Regions from separate parts of the Mus musculus genome. Here all the other regions are linked to region 2. The links are chromatin contacts, called in public promoter capture Hi-C maps. All regions are on one chromosome and are shown on one strand. Each heading gives the region's core, a stretch centred on a gene start, on an enhancer-like site or on the middle of the called end of the contact. The rest is flanking DNA. Distances are from core to core; before and after follow the strand shown.

What was found. Promoter capture Hi-C pulls out the DNA fragments that hold promoters and counts their contacts.
Region 1: a contact with region 2 is called in a promoter capture Hi-C map of pre-B cells. The contact joins the promoter of Trim2 here to the promoter of Plrg1 in region 2. A contact is called at or near these places in 2 of 39 promoter capture datasets (the C10 cell line and pre-B cells).
Region 3: a contact with region 2 is called in a promoter capture Hi-C map of pre-B cells, with 6 times the contacts expected there. The contact joins the promoter of Arfip1 here to the promoter of Plrg1 in region 2. A contact is called at or near these places in 3 of 39 promoter capture datasets (the C10 cell line, erythroid cells and pre-B cells), 2 of 484 Hi-C or Micro-C datasets (muscle stem cells and uterus) and 1 of 9 other capture datasets (liver).
Region 4: a promoter capture Hi-C map of embryonic stem cells shows a contact between it and region 2, with 6 times the contacts expected there. The contact joins the enhancer-like site here to the promoter of Plrg1 in region 2. A contact is called at or near these places in 10 of 39 promoter capture datasets (the 3T3-L1 cell line, cranial neural crest, embryonic stem cells and 5 more), 1 of 484 Hi-C or Micro-C datasets (the G1E-ER4 cell line), 1 of 115 datasets of contacts at active chromatin or transcription factors (embryonic stem cells) and 1 of 9 other capture datasets (embryonic stem cells).

The regions. Positions count from the first base shown.
Region 1 is chr3:84,258,507-84,261,559 of GRCm38.p6, reverse strand. It overlaps Trim2 (tripartite motif-containing 2), which reads left to right and starts at 1,781. Exons shown (of 12, transcript NM_001271727.1): 1 at 1,781-2,235.
Region 2 is chr3:83,054,243-83,057,445 of GRCm38.p6, reverse strand. Plrg1 (pleiotropic regulator 1) reads right to left here and starts at 1,908. Exons shown (of 15, transcript NM_016784.3): 1 at 1,792-1,908; 2 at 569-675. The coding sequence starts at 1,800.
Region 3 is chr3:84,580,810-84,584,011 of GRCm38.p6, reverse strand. Arfip1 (ADP-ribosylation factor interacting protein 1) reads left to right here and starts at 1,387. Exons shown (of 9, transcript NM_001081093.2): 1 at 1,387-1,598. Gm35410 (predicted gene, 35410) reads right to left here and starts at 1,597. Exons shown (of 1, transcript NR_164319.1): 1 at 1-1,597.
Region 4 is chr3:82,046,688-82,049,687 of GRCm38.p6, reverse strand. Gucy1b1 (guanylate cyclase 1, soluble, beta 1) reads left to right here. Exons shown (of 14, transcript NM_017469.4): 5 at 2,978-3,000. Among named protein-coding and RNA genes, the nearest start is that of Gucy1b1, 27 kb to the left of the region's middle. Within about 2 kb of position 1,622, at least 11 of the 459 cell types and tissues checked have an H3K27ac peak or open chromatin away from gene starts, as enhancers often do.

The sequences.
Region 1 (3,053 bases), core at 532-3,031, 1.2 Mb before region 2:
TCTCAAAATGTCCGAATGTTGAAGGCTTGTTCCCCTAGCCTCACCCCAGTCTGCAATACTACTGTCAAGTGCAGGAGTGTGTGACTTCAGAAGCTGGGCCTGGTAGGACAGAGTTCGGTTGTAGGCCCCTGCCCTTGAAGGGAATTTTGGAAGCACAGTCTGTACATGTCACTCTCCTAGTTCCCTGACCACCCATCGGTGAATCAGTTTCCTTTGTCATGTTCCCATCATCATGTCTCTGAAACAGAACCAAGAGAAACCTTTCCTCATTTTAAAATGATTATTTTAAGCATCTTGATATCGTGATAGAAAACTGACTGACACCTGAGGACAGATGTAATTAGTGAAGTGCAGTAATTCTGGAGTATGGTGGGCCCCTAACCTAATATGGCTAGCGTTTTACAAAAAGAGGCGGACATCTGGTCACGGCGAGCCAGGGAAAATAAGTGCTTACAATGCCGCTAGCCAAGGAACCAGGGGTCCTTCCTGGAGTAAGCTCCTCCCATCACACTGGCTGCAGGCTCCCAGGCTGTGAGGCAATTTATTTCTGTTATTTAATCTCCTCACTTCCAGGTACTTTGTTTTGACAGATGCAACACACCAATACAAACCGTTTTTCTCTACTCTGTATTTACCTTCGCTGTCTAACCACACACCTGCCCAACCTGTCTTGCTTAGCCAGAAGGTCCCAAATACTTTAGAAATCTGTGTGGCTGATTTGTATTCTGTGACCTCGTTCTGAACCCAACTCCTGGCTTCTCTGGGTCCTCTCTCATTTTCTTCTACTTGTCCTGCCACAGGAGGCAGACAGGAGGCTATGACCTCTGTAGGATACCTTTGCCCCACCCCTGTAATGGGCATTTTATTTTAGTCTCTCTCTTGCTGTCTTTGGAGTCTTTCCCCTTCATTTCAAACTCACCTCCACCCCCTTTCTAGGTTGGAGTAGCCTTGTGAAATTATCTTTCTGCGGTGGAAATCTTATTACATCACTTGCCAGCTCCAAATCTCTCAGAGGGTCCCTTTAGTTTCTAGTCAGATGCCAAGGTCCCAGTTTACCTAGGACGACAAGCACGGTGACCTAACTTCTTTGCCATCCACCATAGAGCATCTATCTGTCTTCATTGCTCCTGCTCTGCCCCTAAAGCCACATTCAGGATCAGCTAGTGCCCAGCCTCTTTGTTCTAGAGCCTGCAGAAGCCCAAAATTTAAAAGGCTTGTCCGGGAGGTGGCGGCAGGTGGGGGTTGGAGGTGGGGAGCTGTCTTTGGATTCTAGACTGATTGAAAAGCCCCATCTGTGCTCTCCCCAACCCCACCCTATGTTTCTTTGACTGTAATTTTTCAGGGTTGGGAACTGGTAAGTCTCCCTAGCATAACCAGCCCAACACAGTAGAGCACTTGAGAGGAAGTAGCGACTTCACGCTGTCAAAGGCACTCCAAAGTGAGGAAGGGACGGGGGGGGGGGGGGGGGGGGCGGAGAAACAGCAATTTTGCCCAGCTGTTTGGGAGAATGAAAAATCAATTTGCAAAGACAGCACTTCCTCATCCTTTTCAGCGCTGACTGTATCATAACTGACTCGTGAATTGGAATTAAAGCAAAGCTTTTCCCCTTGTCACGGTCAGCAGTGTGTGCTTTCAATACCGAACGCCCGGCGGTGGAGGCAGGCTGCGTCGAGCTCGCTCAGCCCGGTACAGCTGAAGTCACTTCCCCTGCAGGGACAGAGCGTGCTTTCGTGGGGTGGGCGGGCGGGTGTGTGTGTGTGAGAGAGAGAGAGTTTTCCGCAGTAGACCTGAAAACCCAGCCAGCCGCGGATTGGCGCATCCCGGCTGCGGCCGCCTGAGTCATCCGAATCGTTCTGGAACCGGGCACCAACTTGCGTGTTTGTCCGCGGCTCTTTGTGCGCGGATCAGCTGTACCGTGGGCTCTGGCATCTAATCCAGGATTTGCCTCTGCGCGAGGCTTATGGAAAGCAGATGTCTCGCCGCTCTGGGACTGAGCACAGAATGGAAGTGACCCAGAGAGGAGCTGTTTGGTACAGACGACACGGAGGGAAGGCCCCGGCGCGGCCCGCGAGGCCAGCTCCGCTCCTCGCGTCCGTCCTCTCTGCCGAGCCCGCCGCTCAGATCGTGTCCCGCGAGCGAGCCGTGTGACCGTGAGGCCGCGTGCGGCGGGAGCCGGGATACCGGGGTCCGCGGCCGCCAGAGATCCGGGTGCGAGCAGCAGCCGCGAGGGTCGCGGTAAGTGTCCCTGGGGGTGGGGGCGTGAGGGGCGCGGGCGGTTTTTCGGAGCTGTCAGCCCGCCAGCACTGTTCCCGGAATCTCACGGACCCTCTGCAGACCCTGACCTGCAAGGAACGCTTGCAAAGTCATTTGACCCTGGAGTAGAAAGCGACTCTATAATCTTAAAGCTTGGAAAGGTGTCCTCTTCCCACCCCCACCCCCAACCCCATTTCTTTTTCTTCCAAAAATAAACAAACAAAAAAATGTTCTTTCTCTTTGAAGGAACTACTCAGCTAGATTCCTGTCTATTAGTTTTCACGCTTACCCTCTGGCCAAGCTCACGCTGCACGTCTGGTTTATTAAAAGGTGGAGATGTTGCCTTTCTGGGCTTTTTGATTGATGCTGAAAAATCTGCATGCTGCTGTCAAGATGTAAAGGATTGGGGGTGGGGAGGAAGCTTGTCCCAAAAATGCTTGTCAGATGCAAAGCATTCCGCGAACCCCAGACATTTCCCCATTTGTAATCTAATCGATTCCAGGGAGCAACTGACTTATTTTCTGCAACTCCTTAATCGAATTAGGGCACAGATAGCGTTAGATTCAAATACTTTTTAATTCTAGTGTGTGTGTGGGGGGGAGGGGGAACGGGACACGTATTTATTTATTTTGAGGTTCTGGGGAATTAATGCTCGGCTGAACTGATAAGTTACGGCCCCACCTCTCAAATGCTTTTTAGATAGTACATTTAACAGCATTTGAAGTTCTGAGAGTCTAAAGATTAGGCTACACGCTAGGATATACATGAGAGGTTGTTCTTGTGACAGTTTGCATATCTAT
Region 2 (3,203 bases), core at 659-3,158:
GGCTCAAGAGGATAGAGTCCTTGGCCATAAGAGTAGGGAGCATGAGAGCAGGCAGGCAAGCACAGTGCTGGAGCAGCAGCCGAGAGCTTACATCTGATTGGCAAGCATGATGTGTGGGGTGGGGGTGGGGGGCTGGACAAGAGGGAGGGAGTAGACAAGCAATAAGGGAGCTAACTGGGAATAGTGTAGGCTTTTGAAATCTCACAGCTTCTCCCCAAGGCCACACCTCCTCTAACAAGGCCACACCTCCTAATACTTCCAAAACAGCTCCACCAACTAGAGACCAAGCAAGCATTTAAACGCATGAGCCTATGGAGGCCATTCTCTTTCAAATCATCACACTGGGTGCCTGTAAACTATAGTTAGGTAATGATGTTTTTACTGCAGAAGACAAGACAATAGAAAAATGAGTTACCATTACTTATATTACACTAGAAAGCCACTTGCTATTGCCCAAGCGTCCTGTGAGTATGCACTTTTAAGACCTTTCAAAGTCCCCTCCTCCCCTCTCTCTGCACCCTTCTGTTAATATTAAATACTTTAGCAACTGAAAAGGAATAAAGCTTACCTCTCTTCATCCAAAGGCACGGGTTTTCCATTATCAGCCACAAACATGTCATGGGTCCTCTTCAATGACCTGAACACCAGTGTGTGTACAGAATGCTTCTGTACCTCCTGTAAAGAGACAGCCAAAAATCACACATCTAACAAGAGACCCATACACCCTAATCGACATGAGAGTCATTATGCAATTTCCACGCTAAATATGGAGAAGGATATACACTCCTCAATAACTGTAACAAACTACAGCAATCAACAACGAAGATGAGAAAGCTCCTGTCTGGCCAGAGCTCTTAGAAAAGTAACTGAGTAATGCCTACAATGTGTTCAGTAGATATTTACCGAGCTAGTACTGTATGCGGCATGCAGTGTACTCAAGAGGCAACAGACAAAAATAAGCAAAATAATTCCACATTTTTGGAGGGTTCTATGAAAATAGGCAATGGGATGAGTTGGTGGGGGGAGAATTGGTAGATATAATCAAGAAAGGTTTCTCTCAGGTGATAAGCAGAGAGGGAGACAGCCTTACACGGAATAGAGGTACAAGCAGTGAAAGTGTGGGAAATCCCACTGCAAAGGTGTCCAGATAACTCAGAACCGCAGCAGTTGTGAATGCTGCGGAAGTGTGGGTTTCCAGGGTCGGTGAGGTTTAGACCTCTGCCACCACCAACATTTTTACTCTATAACACTGGAACAGAAAGCAGCACTGAACTACACTCCTGCAATGTGTTCGTTAATCCTAAGCACTTAGACCAGCTGGAAGTTATTGAATGAGTCCGGGCAAAAGATGTTAGGCTAGACTCGGAGGACTGCAGTGGACCTGGAACGCAGTGGGTGGGAGTAAGAAACGTTTGGGATACGCAAGAACAAACAAACAAACAAAATCAAGAACCGCACGCCTCTACTGCGGTAGAGATGAAATAACAGTGGAACTGACAAGACAGCACGGACTAGCATCCCAGCCACGGTGGGAACATCAGAAGCCCCGCCTCCCAGGAGACGGCCAGGTACCTACGACAACACACGGACTGCAGGATTCCCTCAGGCTTCCCGCCGACTGAAGCTCGGACTTGGGATGTCATCGGCCTTCCTCCCACCCCGACGTGCCGAGACCACCAGCTTTGACTACAGTTCCTTTCCCCAGATTCCCACCACTTTCATCCTACACTTCCGTGGGCAAAGCAAAGCTCCAGGGACAAACGACTCCCAAGTACCCAAGCATCACTTTACCTCCACCATGTCGCCGCCGTTTAGTCTACCCCTCCAGCAGCGAAGGAACTCAAATAATCGCCGCAGAAAACGCCGCCACTATTCGGCAGCTCTTTCCGGAGATTGGGGCCCGTCGCCGGACGTGACGCTAACCGCACATGCGTATTGGCAACCCGCCGCGCAGGGGTCGAGGGGCGGAGTCTAGCGGTGGAGGGCGGAAGCTAGGCGGAGTTGCGCGGAGCCTCTTGGAGGAGAGCGGGACTTCGGCAGCCGCTGGGCGGGACTGGGGCGGGGTTTGGGCGGGGACGAACGATGTCTCCAGGCAGAAGGGCGGGTCTCGGCGGAGCTGGGCGGAGTCTCCTGCCTGAGGGCGGAGATTTCAGCCGGAGCTAAGGGAGCGCGCCAGCCTTAACGTTTAGGGGCGGTACCTGCTTCCAGAAGCTTGGTGCTCCTTACTTGGAGGTTTTAAGCAAGCAACTTTTTCGTTTCTTTTCTTTTTTTCGAGACAGGGTTTCTCTATGTAGCCCTGGCTGTCCTGGAACTCACTCTGTAGACCAGGCTGGCCTCGAACTCAGAAATCCTCCTGCTTCTGCCTCCCAAGTGCAGAGATTAAAGGCGTGCGCCGCCACCACTGTCCAGCTTAAACAAGCAATTAAAAAAAAAAAAAAAAAAAGGTTGAGAACTTAAGTTGGTTTTATTTTATTTGGCTTGACGCTAAAGTGTTGAGGTTTTGTGATTTACCCAGGTTAAAAATAAATCTGTGGCTTATATGATCGATCGTTTTCAAATGTTTTCTGTATTGATGTAGTTGCTATTTGCGATCTTAAGGCGTTTTCACAGATTGTGCGTCTTCCTGAACTGTGGTTAAGTTCACGGATACCGTCCTCAGAATACTGCGAATACTTTGAGAAGGATGAAACGTAGCGCCGATACAGCAATGCTCTCGCTCGATTTATATTTTAATTCATTAAAAACATGAAGGTCGTGTTTTTAACCTGAAAATGGACATTTCTAGTCTTTTTAGTTTTGAGCCTTAACGTCAGCGCCATCTTTGTAGCCCGCAAGTAGTCATTTCTAAATGTGAATGTGAGTTTAGCCAAAGGATCTTATTTTCTGTAAAAGTGGCTAATGTTTGTGCACGTTGCAAGGAAATAGTAATAGCCATAGAAAAGAACATTTTAAATCACAAAACACTAAGGAAATGTAAGAAAGACCTTAATGTATCTATGTTAATATAACTACTAGACAACTCTCATTAAACTTGTGAGATACCTTAGTCATCCTGAACACAGCTTATGCAAGGCTCATAAGGGCAGTCTACTGAGGTAAACCACACTAGGTTTTACTCTTCTTACAGCTCTTGAATTAAGCCACCCGTGTGAAAATTTCCTTCTTAAATGAATAGCTTGGGTGATCCTATTATCTAGTCATGA
Region 3 (3,202 bases), core at 138-2,637, 1.5 Mb before region 2:
AGTATACAACTTAAGAACAAATAGATAATAAAAGAAGCCAAGTATCCCCAAATTTAAAGAAACACCACCAGGCATCCTCAAGGAGACACCCAGTTTTGTTATGTACTAGCTGTCCACACCATTCATACACAACCGGGCATTGCAAGACATGTTTTCCAAGTCACCCTTCAGAAGCCCTGTACATGATGACACTTGCACTTAGCTACAAGTCTTATTCAGTTCTTACAGAACGAGAGCAAGAGTTACACTAGACAGGGGCCCCTTTCTAATAATGGAGAAGACTAATGGGTTTCAACTCAAGAGGATGGTTTTGAGTAGGAAAATTCACAATACATTGCAGAATAATTACAGTTTGAGAGAATTGGTACCCACCCACCACTCCCTTTATAGCTCAATTTCAGAACAGAAAAGCCCTTTATACAAGATTTATGTTTGGGCATGTCAGCACTGTTTTTGTTGATGTTTTGTTTGAGTTGATGTGCTAGCAATCTAAGACAATACCGTTATTTAGGTTTGAAATATGTGTAGTGCATTATGTAAATGTATGTAGTGTTACTATTAACCAGACTGAGGAAGACACAGTACAAGGATATTTAAACTCATTATCTAACACCGCTGGGAATAGGGAAGATTCTCGCAGGTACCCCCAAAGTCTGGTAGGAAACGACCAAGAAGAGCTCTGGGAGAAGGGACAGTTGAACTGTTTCTGTGGACGGGGCGTCAGCGATCTACTTAAGAGGGGATGAGCAAGAAGGCAGAGTTCGGTTGCCGGCAAAAGAGGAGCAGCGAAGAAAAGTACTATGAGCCCACTGTCAGAGAGCAAGCACAGAAACAGAGCTACCACCGCACGTTCACGGTTGCCGGTCTTGGTGCACAGACTGGTAAGAGTGCGGTGATCGCGGAGAGCTAGCGAGAAACCTAAGAAAGCGAGGGCCGGGCTTCCGTGCTGCCAGCGCCGGTACACTCATCTTCGCTCCATCCCTTCCGCATCCCGTTCTTCTCTCCGGTGGTTGACAAACTTTCGGCTCCGCGGTGGTGAGCTACGGCCACCTCCACCCTCCAGACACGGAGTACGCGTGTGGGAAAAGGGTAGAGGATGTCTGGCTGGAGGGCTGCACTTCGCAAACTATGGACTGTTCCTCTACGCTGCAACCCGGTTACCCCGGCAACGGTCCGTGCGGATTCCCGGATGTAGTTCACAGGGCCGCGGCCCGGGGCGGAGTCGGGAGGACCCAGCCCCCTGGGAGACGCGCGCGCACCATAGAGACGTGGCGGGGCCCGGGCTTGGCTTCTAGAGAGAGGCTGTCCGGGGCCTAAGACCCCGCACTTCCGGTCTGCTCGCTTCCGGCTTCGCGGGTAGGGTGCAAGCGCCGGAGACCGGGTTGAGAGGTCGCGGGTGCAAGTGTCCTCGGCGGTTGGTTGCCCGGAGCCTGTGACAGCTGTAGCTGCTCCCCGCCCCCGAGGCGTGGGGGAGGAGACGAAGGAAAAGCTCCCGGTTGCGCTTCCGGTCCCTTCTCCCTCTGGCCGACGTGATTCCCGAGGGCTGCGACCGGGAGAGCCCGCGACGGAGCGCTGCCGGCTTCCCCGCTGACAGACAGGTGAGGGCGGAGCCGCGGCGGAAAGGAAGGGGTTGGGGTGGCGTGCTTCCCGACAGATGGATGTGTCGCCTGCGGCTACTCTCATCAAACTTGCTCCTGGGCACTTCCATCCCTGGGAGCAGCCAAGTCCGCCCCTTGGTCCCTCCTGTCCCTCTGAGTCTGAGTGTGTTCTGGAGTGAAGGGGGGCAGCACTGGCCCCTGGGGCGGCTCCGCTCGGCAGTGGGAAGAGTTGGCAGGGTCTGGGGCTTTCTGGACTCTGTCCGAGTGGGCCGCCTTTCCCCCTGCTCTTCCCTGAGTGTCCTGCTTCCTCTCTCCTGCTGTGAGAGGAAGGGAGGTAGCAATCTCTTGGAGAGATTGCCTGACACCGGTGCCGAGGGAGGCGCCCTGCCTGAAATGTCCCAAGCCTGAGGGCGTCCAAGGAATGCTGGAGTTTGGAGGAGGAAATTGTGGCCCTGCCTTCTGGTGCGTTCCTTATTGCCAAGTTAACTACTCTTTACGTGTCTAGGAAAGGAAGCGTCTCTCTCTCTCTCTCTCTCTCTCTCTCTCTCTCTCTCTCTCTCTCTCTGTGTGTGTGTGTGTGTGTGTGTTAAGTGCTTAGATTCTAGACTTTCTCCCCTGTTATTGCTTCCTTGGCTTTGTTCTTGTTTTCCTCTTGAACCCTCTGATCTCAAAAAGTTTATATTTTACACTTCCTGCAGATCCTTTAAGTCACCCTTTCAGGATTTCTGTGCGTCCCTCCTTTATTTTTTCCTGAACTATCCTTTCTTGGTTCTTATCTGATCAGGGGGGCGGAGGACGAATGAAAAAATCGCAGGGCTTTTCATCAACGTGTTGCTTTCACAACTGCGAAGGTGTGTTCACACTTGCCATTTGATTAACTTGATTGCTAAAGAAAGGTGCACCAGATTGATGGCGGTTGGTCAGTTCTCTGGAGGCTGCAGGAATGGCTTGTATTTCATTGCTGCTCTTTCAGAGCAAGCGTTGCAGCAATGTACACTTTTCTTGTATTTGTTCTATTTTTATTTGCTTTTAATTTTCGTTTTTGTTTTTCTTGTTCACCGTGACCAACGCTTCCTTCTAACTCCAAAGTTTAACAGTATATAGGAAAACAGCATATTTCCACTATGATTTTCTGAATAAAAGGCTTTGCCTGAGCTATTTTGTTTCCTGCTTGACAAGATGTTACTTTTCTTGGATTATGCTTGCTTTAATCCTGGGTTGGGGTCTCAGTCCAGGAATCAGGGGTTTTTCTATCTCTACCCTGAAATGATGTGCAAAGTTTGTATGTGTGTGTTCTGGGGAAATGCATTCTTCTTATCAAATTCTTAAAAGACGTGGAATGTGCAGCATGATTAAGAAGTACTGGTCTAGTGTCTTGTTGAAGCTAAAGGAAACAGTTTATTCACGGAGCTGCTGTTTCCCCAAGTTACACATGGTTTACTCGGGTGTTATGCAGAGCAGAGTGCAGGGATTTCAGCCTGGTCCTGAAATCTCACTACTTCAAAACTGCCGCATTTCTACATTCCTTTCTGGACCTATAGAAGGAACCAAGTTAGTTCCTGGTTGGTGGTTTTGAGGTTTCTTTTTAGGGAAAGCTGGCTGTG
Region 4 (3,000 bases), core at 373-2,872, 1.0 Mb after region 2:
GGATGCTGGCCCTGCCTCTCAGAGATGTGAGAGGAGAAAGTGCTGGGGGAGGGGATGGAAGGAGGGAGAAGGCTTTGCAAGAATATCTTTCATCTTCAGGGCTGAATCTCAGTGGATTATCTCCACAGACAACTTCCTTTCAACCACAAGGATCAGGATTAAGGATTATGGAGACTGAAACAAAACAAAAACAAAAACCCAGTTTGCTTTCCAGGCAGAGTCTCTATCTCTACATTTCTGTGGCCAATTTACAAGTTTTTGATTAGCTGTACTGGGAGCAAAGAGAGGAGGTCTTGGATTTTTGCATAGTTTGTAGTTATGTATGAACTTATTTTTTGCCATGCCTGGTATATTTTTTTAATGTGCATCATTTTGAAGTAGTCCAAAAATCTTAAAATATACGTGCACCTTAAACGTATTTCCCCAAAGAACAACAGCTTCCTACATCTGTAGAGCACACTCCTTCTCGAGCTGCAGCAAGCAAGACCCACAGCCCAAGTGTAACAGGAATCATTTTTCCTTCTTCTACAAAGCGCAAACACCAGGAGACTGCTAAAGTGGCCTGGCAGCTGCAGAATTCTCGCATAGAAAATATGCCTTTATTGTCTTTGTGAGAGAGGGAGCACGAAAAGGTATCAGCACCGTTAGAAATGGAATTAAAACCTCAGGCTAGATTTTGGTTATCGGAACAAAAACATCACCCATTTTAGATGATGCTAAGGAGAAGCCTAAGCATATTTGAGGTTGCTCCATGGCTTCCTGGAAGTTGTTCCTGCTGAAGCATCTGTGTTTACATTTTCCCACGACTTTTTGGCTCTTTTGCGCATGTGCGAACTCCTTGTAACTGGCCCTGCAGCTGCTCTCTTCCTGTACTTACCTCCATGGGTATATTTAGAAATAAAACAATTCTAGTTTTGTGATGAAAGGTTTATTGCCCAGAATGTATCAATATAGCTATGTTAGTGAACAGTCAAATGTGTTTAGTTAGCGCTATCAAATGTGAATAGCTTTTCTCTTGGCCATGCTAAGGGTCCCTGTTTGCGATTTCCAGAGGATATTGTAACTAGAGTAGTTTAAATGTGAAGACTGCGCATTTATTAGCAATACAAGTGTGGTGAAAATAATTTAAATTTAATCACAATCCCATTTCTTAGAAGAGACGGGTCGTGGTAATCGCTTGAAACTTGATAGAGTAGAACTGAGTGAGGAAAGCGGTAACTGAAGAAATCCCGAGAGTGAGTTTTGTGTGGGATACTATCTAAAGAAAATCAATATTACATTAAGTGGTAAATCTCTCATGCTCCAACAAAGCACTCAGCTTGTGCATTTAATTAGTAGCAAATTCAATACAACAGCAAATCCCTGGAGACTCGGTTACCACAAAAAGGCTTGAACACCATACCATGCTCAGCCTTTGTAGTGACCCTCTTGCCTGCAGGAATGCATCTTAGCAAGGCTGTACTTCCACTATTCAGACCTTAATCGTGCCCACACCTGTGCACAAATTCAGATGGCTGGCCTTGCAGGAAGGGTGCTACCTTTGATGTTTCACCTGTCCTGGGTGACCAAGTCCAGTGTCAGAACTGCCTTACCATCAGGGTGGCCACTGGTAGAAATGGTACCTTTGTCACTGCCAAGGGATTGTCTTGACTGCTTGTAGGAATGTACAGAGGGCACAAAATGAACCAAAATGAAAATTGATAGCAAGCAAATGGCGTGGGTCTATTGACTAGGGAATATTTAAATATTTTGTTTAGAAAAATGAAAAAGTATTAAACCACCTATTTAAGATAGCTTTCTTTCATACAAGGAGTATAACGCAGTACTTGGACTGTAATATGGAAGAAATGAGGTTTTAATGCAGCCACAAACTCAGCTCTGACTTTGTGGAAAATGGAGATAAAAGTAAAACTCTTAGCAATACATTTTCTTCTCAAGAGGTTTTTCTCTTTCAAGATTGTTACATCAAAAGTTCGGCAGGGGTCCTAAGGTCCTGCAGCGGAGCTTTCGGGTCTTCTCTTCACGGGGAAAGATTTCCACAAAAACAATTTGTTAAAGAAAGAATCCGTTGTATGGTTCAACTCAATAGAAAGAAATATGAAATTCTGGGACAGGTGGGTTCCAGGAATGGCATGGAGCATGCTAGACTGCCTCTTAAGTTTCACGCTACAGCAGCGGCCCCTAGAGGCAGTCAGAAGAAGCCATGTTTTAAAACAAAATAAAACAAAACAAAACAAAACAAAACAAAACAAAACAAAACAAAACAAAACAAACGCTAGCTTGACTTGATTTTTATAGAGATATTAGAGGGAAGAAAACAGAAGTCATTATAGACTGAAGCACCCAGACTGACACTGGATTTATTCAGTTCATTGAAACAGAGTAAGCCTTCAGGACTCTCTGTGCCTGGCTCTATTTCCTGGATCTCTTCATTCCTGCATGGGACACATTATCAACTAAATGCTGGATTGAATTAAAAGTGTAGCTTTCTTATTTCTTAGGTCAATCTGAATATAAATCACTTTTGAATTTTAGGAGCTAATAGGTGCTGAGAAAGCATGTTCTAAGTGACAAGCTTACAAAAATTAGGAAGTTTAATTTTCTAAGCCTAATACCCATTCAGATGGGTATTATAGTGCGAGCAGAAAAGAATGTGGTTGATTTACACAATGTTCTCTCCTGAATACTACAGTGTGCAACAACAACAATCTTAGATGCCTGCTTTTCATCTTAAGTATGCTCTTGAGACTTGCCGTTAACAATCACATAGATTCGTCCCAACTATTCTGCTCTCTTTTCATTCTCTCTGTGGTACTTACCTCAGAGCCATCTCAGGGGCGCCATGAAGGATCCCCCTAGGTAAACGTTTACACTAGTGATCTGCCCAGCAAACCCAGATGTGAACCTTCTCTCTGCTGTTTGCATGCCTATGACCTCATAGACATTCCTAGTCACTATGCTTCCGTTTTCACTACAGAACCTCGATGCCCTGCATGACCA